Regions from separate parts of the Mus musculus genome. Here region 1 is linked to region 2. Evidence: chromatin contacts called from public HiChIP or PLAC-seq data. All regions are on one chromosome and are shown on one strand. Each heading gives the region's core, a stretch centred on a gene start, on an enhancer-like site or on the middle of the called end of the contact. The rest is flanking DNA. Distances are from core to core; before and after follow the strand shown. Region 1 overlaps Sardh (sarcosine dehydrogenase). Region 2 holds the start of Rexo4 (REX4, 3'-5' exonuclease).

Region 1 (3,077 bases), core at 199-2,698, 250 kb after region 2:
TACCACTAAGGCAGGGGAGTGGGCAAAGAACAAGCACAACTAGAGAACAGAGCGATGTGAGGACCACGGCCATTGTGCAGAGAACAGGCCTGGCACAGTTACAAACAGGCAGATGTTGTCATGAAGTAGACACACCAGCCTCTAGGGATGGATGGCTGAGCTTTCTTGAGTTTTCTCATATTTTACAACACAGCCAAGCGTTTGGTGACCTGTGCTGGTCAGTGTGTCTTTGCCACATGGAGAAGGCCATCTTTATGTAATCATGCCATGGGCTCTGGACCACAACCCTATTCCAGAGCTGAAAGAAGCAAGGCCGAGTGAGGTCAAGGTTGTGTCCCAAGGATGTGCTACGGAAGTGAGGTCTGAGTTGGACTGGGTACCCAGCCTTTGCTGCACAGCTATGGTTGGAAACAGAATGCTGGTGTTTGTGGCTCTTTCTTTCTTTCTTTTTCTCTCTCTCTCTCTTTCTCTCTCTCTCTTTCCTTTCTTTCTTTCTTTCTTTCCTTTCTTTCTCCTTTCTTTCTTTCTTTCTTTCTTTCTTTCTTTCTTTCTTTCTTTCTTTCTTTCTTTCTTCCTCCTGCTTGTTTTTTATAACGCTGGAGTTGAACCTGGGCTTTCACACACGCCAGACAAGCACTCTACCACTGAGCTACAGCACAGCTCTCTGTTTACTTGTTATTTTGAGGCAGGCTCTTACTAAGTTGACCAGGCTGATCTTGAACGTTCAGTTCTTCTGCCTTGGTGTCTGCACAGCTGGGATGGCAGGCCTATACTGTGAGCCAGGCCATGGGCATTATTTCATATGTATCTTATGCCACCATAAGTCAGCTTGGCAGAGGCACGAGTAGCCAGTGAATACATGATCCCCAGACCAGACACTTACTTTGGGGCTTGGCCTGCCCGTGACCCTGGGCAATATGAGCTGTGTCAGCTCAGCCTGGGCCCTGGCCTAACTCCCAGGCCCCAGGTGAAGATTCCCGGGCAGCCTGGGAGGGCTGGGAGGCAGCCATGGCCAGGACAGGGTCCCATGGGAGGAAGCAGCTGGAGTTGGGAACCCCACGCTGCTCCCCCCACCCGACCCCACGGTGGTCCTGCTAGTGGTGGGAGGATGCTGATCTTGACAGGAGGGGATATATTCCCACCTGGTCTTCCCTCCACGAACATCCAAACCACACACAGGCTGAGGCTGTGCCAAGCCTCGGCACAGTGGAAGCGGGACACGGCTTTCCTTTCCTCCACACAGCAGAACCCAGCCCTGATCAAAACTGGACTCTGGATGCTGAATATACCAACACAAATGCCACCAGGATGCCCTCATGAACAACCCAAGCTAGAGAGTCTGAAGGTCTGGAGGCTGCCATGTCCTAGGACCCCACCCCACTACTCTTTCAGAGCACCTACCCTCTCTGGTCCCAGCAAGCAGCTTTGCATTAATGAGGCAGGAAACAAGCTAGACAGAGAACCCCCACCCCACTTCCTGAACCCTGGTGCAGCTTCCAGAGGGGAGGTGGAGTGCAGCCCACGTGGCGGCCTTTATCACCCGCTCCCGCTGGCAGCATCCTCCTTAGCACTCAGCGCCACTCTGTTTATTTGCTGACAGGTTCCAGCCTGGTCCCAGGATGTCTGGCCCTTTTGTGGGCAGGAATCTCATTCTCCAACTGATAGCCCTCCACATCTCTCCACAAAAAAAAAAAAAAAAAAAAAAAACCCTAGAGATGGCCAAGTAGAGAGGACAGAACATGCCTAACAGTGTCCTTGCCCCGCTGCAGGCATGTGTGTCACCAGCACAGATCTTTGTTTTGGGGGGCATTGTCATTTGGGCAACCTGGGCAAGACATCCAGATTCTCTAAACTCAGTCTAGGGAAGTAACACTCATGCAGCCCGGCCTGGGGCCCCTGCAAAAGCTGCGGAAAATAAATGATCCAGGATGGCCTTCGTGGGCAAGCCAGCCTTGCCAGGACACACCTCTCAGAGTCACCACTAGGGGGCACTGCCGGGACCTATGGGCCAAGGTCAGGATCTCTAATCCCCCCTGGGAGGGGATAATGATACTTGGTATATGGCATCATCACCTTCTCCATCAGCCTTGAGAATCCCAGATGGAAAGCACAACGTGTATTCCCCAGCCAGGAGTCTGAGGCCCAGGAAATGGCGGGGGCCAGCCAGGAGCTAGGGCCCAGATTCCCTACCCAGCATCACCCAGAGAGCCCCCGGAGTCCCAGGGGACCCTGATGAAGATGATAGCCATAACCGCGGAAGAGCTGGGCTTTGTCACTTGCCAGGAAACCAGGAGGAAATCACATGGCACTGCATCTTGATGCCATCATGCCTCTCTGAGCTCCCTCCTGGGTCAGGCTGGCTGCCAGCATCTCTGACAGACCTTGGGAGTTGAGGCCCAGGGAGATAAAGAGACTTGCCCGAAAGTACCAGACTCCCAGGCCCACCCAACCTTTGCTAAAAGTTGCCGCCACCACACTCCAGCCCCCAGAGGCTGACGGTCACTGCTACCTACCAGGTGCCCGGCGGCTCTCACCAGCTGGTGGGTGGAGAAGGGGAAGGCCTCGTTGCTCAGGTCAGCATCAAGCACATCCTGCAGGATGTCACGGCTGTGAACAAGAACAGAGTCTGTGAGTCACAACCTCAGGTGTTCCTGGCCAGTGAGCCAATACCAGCGGGAGGAAGACAATAAATCTAGACGACCTGGTAGGGACAGGCTACAAGTGCCACCATATGAGAAAGCCACCTTCCTGTGGGCTGTCAGGGAAGCCGGGCTATAGGTGAGTTCTCGCTACAGGATGGTCAACTAAAATAGAGTTATTCAACTACCAAGCACCCTGGATCCCACCTGAGTCACAATGGTGGTCACTGCGAGGAACTGGCAATTGTGCCTCTGTTTTATATAGCAGAGTCAAAGGTCAAGCTGTGGTGAGTAGACAGGACTCAGCAGGGAGCATAGGACACTGTACTGCTCCTCCACCTCCATTACCACCACCACTGCTGTCACTGCCACCACCACCATCACCTGGTGCATCCCCCAACCAAACCCAAGAGTCCTGCCTGCAGTGGGTCTCAGCCT
Region 2 (3,190 bases), core at 52-2,551:
TTCAAATCTCCAGTTAAGACCACAACAAGATGGCAACCAGCTGAGAGATGTTGCAGTGAGTTTCTACTTATTCACTCCCCTAATACTTAAAAGGCCTGAAGGATTTAGATTCTTGTAGAAACCAGAGCCAAATCCAAGTTTCCTTTAGTAAACATGTCCTCCCTGCACACTTTACTTTCTTGGGAGAAAGAACAAGAACCAGCATACACAGCCCTGACTGTCCACAGGGTTTGGCTGCTCCTGGGTGTCCTGTTGGAAGATCCACACTAAGGAACAAGGTGGAGTGTTGTTATGGAGGCCAAGAAATTCCTTATTGTCTTTCTTACTGAGGCTCCATGACATACACTCCTCAAGACTCCCTAGAAGTCGACAGTGAAGGCATATTCAGCACCCCAGTTCTGCTGTTTACACCGTATGTGACCTACTTTCAACTCAAACCCTGTAAGTTATGTGTCACAATTTCCCCGTCTAAGAAACAAGGGCAGTAAAAGCATCTAACTAAGCTGGGCGTGGTGGCGCACGCCTTTAATCCCAGCACTCGGGAGGCAGAGGCAGGCAGATTTCTGAGTTCGAGGCCAGCCTGGTCTACAGAGTGAGTTCCAGGACGGCCAGGGCTACACAGAGAAACCCTGTCTCGAAAAAACAAAAACAACAAAAAAAAGCATCTAACTAGTATGGAAGAATTTATGAATGGGGGTAGGTATAGAGGCTCAGGACTAGGGAGGCTACCTAATGTAGGAGGACAACCACTAGTGTGGGTATACCCTGAGCTACAATAGTTCCAGAACCACTGGGCCAGAGTTCTGGGACATAGTTTAAGACGTTGCCAGGGTGGCAACCTAGATAAGTGATTCATAATTGAGAAAAAGAATTTGAATGAAGCAGAGGGCAACATCCCTTCCTCCTTCGGAGTCTGTGGCTACCTGACAGAAAGTTCGGGATGAAGGTGGCCTGTCGCCGGTCTCACCTCTTGCAACGCCTTCCAATTTTGAGAAAAGTTCTCGGGGGCCTTCGGCGGTCGGCCTGCCACAGCCGCCGGGTGGCTTCCCGGAACCCCACTTCCTGCCAGAGCTTTGCTCTTCCTGAACTTCTTCTTGGCTTTCTTCCTAGCGAGCTTCCTGATAGGCCCAGGTTGGGGCACCGGCGCGGTGGCCTTCGTCTTCATCTCCCCGCTCTCCGCAGTCGGAACCACCAGGGAAGAGACCGCGACTCCAGCAACCGCGCAAGCACACATTTCCCAGGGTGCAAGCGTGCTCCACTGCGCATGCGGGAACCCGGGTTGCTGTTCTCTTCGCGACCTGCTAGAAACCGAGACTGCATCTTTGGTTCCGCACGTATGCGGACTCTGCGACTAGCCCGCTAGTTAGCACTGGGGGCTGACAGCCCTGGCTAGCAGCGCTGCGGTTGGATACCCAGAGTTTGACGGAAGGGAGCCCAGACCTTCACAAAGATCTGGTGTCCCGGAAGGCCGCAAATGAGGAGACTCTGGGACACCGGAAAAGGCTGGGGGACTACTCTCGGTGTGGCACTCACGGGGGTACGGAAGAGGCGGAGGCGGGTCTTGTGTAGGTTGCCCTATGCACAACCACACACTGCGAATACCGAAGCCTTCCCCACGTCTCTGGTTTACTGACTGCAAAGGCACGCCAGCAGTGTCCGATATTAATGATAAAGCAAAATTTAATTGTGACTATATACGTATACATATACATTCTTAATCGCAGTGTTAATGACCAGCAATCTATTCTTGATCCTGATAGTGCAATACAGATGGGGCGGTCACAGTTGAATCGTTTGCCCTCGGGTTTCTCTGACTAGAGATAAGCAGCAAAGCCAACAGACCACGTAAGAAGGTTTGGGAGACTTGGTGGTGGCTGTTAGGAAAAATATCCAATCAGGACACCCCCTCCCCGGCACCCCCCAAGACCAAGTTCTGAGCACAGAGAAGGCTAGGCAGATTCCGCAACACACTTCAAATTGGCAGTTAAAGAGACTAGGCCTAAGGTATGGGCAAGTCCAAGCAACTCGATTACTAGTAGAAAAAAAAAAAAAAAATCCAGGCTCTAGCCTTCGCACCTGTTGGTATTCTGTCTGGACTCCACCCCCACCGAAACCTGGCAACAGCCAGATATGCTCCTCCACACAGTTACCTGGTAGCAGCTAGGTAGGACTGACCCTATAAAAGGGGCTGCTTGCCCCCTCATCCCTCTCTCTTTCTCTCTCACGCTTTTGCCTCTTGGCCCCTTGTTCCCCCCTTTCCCCATTCCCTTACCCCCTCTCTCCATATGCTCATGGCCAGCCTCCAATCCTCTCCTCCCCCTCCCCCTCCCCCTCCCCCTCCCCCTCCCCCTCCCCTCTCTGCCTTTGTCTCTACTACCCTCTTAACTCCCCTCCCCATGCCCCGAATAAACTCTATTCTATACTATACCGTCATGTGGCTGCTCTCTCAGGGGGAAGGGATGCTGAGGCATGGGCCCACTGAGGCACACCCTTCCCCCACACCCTGCCAGAACAGATCTTAGTAGCTCTTTCTCTTTTTATGATCACAACAGCACTCACTCAGATAATGGTTCTGGAATGCCTAGAGATAGAATAAGATAAAGCCCATCTACCCCAGAAATCCAGTGCGCTTTAAATCGAGCCTTCAAGCTCACTTGATGGTCTCTCTATCTTAGCAATGGGAGACCCCAGCATGCTGGACTTCTGCAGAATAAAACACTCTTTGCGGTTACATACTATTTGAGTCCAGGGTGCCAGTTTTGGGGGACCCTTACAAAAAGAGATTTATTTGCCCCAGAGGGTAGGAAATAAGAGACATAGATATGAGAGAGAGAGAGAGAGAGAGAGAGAGAGAGAGAGAGAGAGAGAGAGAGAGAAAACAAAGTAGAGGGAGGAGGCTATTTGCCCTGGGGGGTGGTACCTCTGCCTACTGATGAAACAGGAATGGCACTAGGAAATTGGCAGTTTATGAAGATATAAAGGACGAGGTGTTTAATTTGTTTGTTTGTTTGTTTGTTTGTTTGTTTTTCGAGACAGGGTTTCTCTGTGTAGCCCTGGCTGTCCTGGAACTCACTCTGTAGACCAGGCTGGCCTTGAACTCAGAAATCTGCCTGCGTCTGCCTCCCGAGTGCTGGGATTAAAGGCGTGCGCCACCACCGCCCGGCCGGTGTTTAATTTTTAATTGGACATG

What was found. HiChIP or PLAC-seq counts read pairs in DNA pulled down with a chosen protein or histone mark.
Region 1: an H3K4me3 HiChIP or PLAC-seq map of embryonic limb bud shows a contact between it and region 2, with 4 times the contacts expected there. The contact joins the enhancer-like site here to the promoter of Rexo4 in region 2. A contact is called at or near these places in 2 of 484 Hi-C or Micro-C datasets (liver and nephron progenitors), 4 of 115 datasets of contacts at active chromatin or transcription factors (embryonic basal ganglia, embryonic hindbrain, embryonic limb bud and 1 more) and 1 of 9 other capture datasets (pancreatic islet).

The regions. Positions count from the first base shown.
Region 1 is chr2:27,208,498-27,211,574 of GRCm38.p6, forward strand. Sardh (sarcosine dehydrogenase) reads right to left here. Exons shown (of 21, transcript NM_138665.2): 17 at 2,514-2,607. Among named protein-coding and RNA genes, the nearest start is that of Sardh, 37 kb to the right of the region's middle. Within about 2 kb of position 1,449, at least 59 of the 459 cell types and tissues checked have an H3K27ac peak or open chromatin away from gene starts, as enhancers often do. A contact at or near this core is called in embryonic limb bud, where this site is marked.
Region 2 is chr2:26,963,085-26,966,274 of GRCm38.p6, forward strand. Rexo4 (REX4, 3'-5' exonuclease) reads right to left here and starts at 1,302. Exons shown (of 8, transcript NM_207234.2): 1 at 968-1,302. The coding sequence starts at 1,234.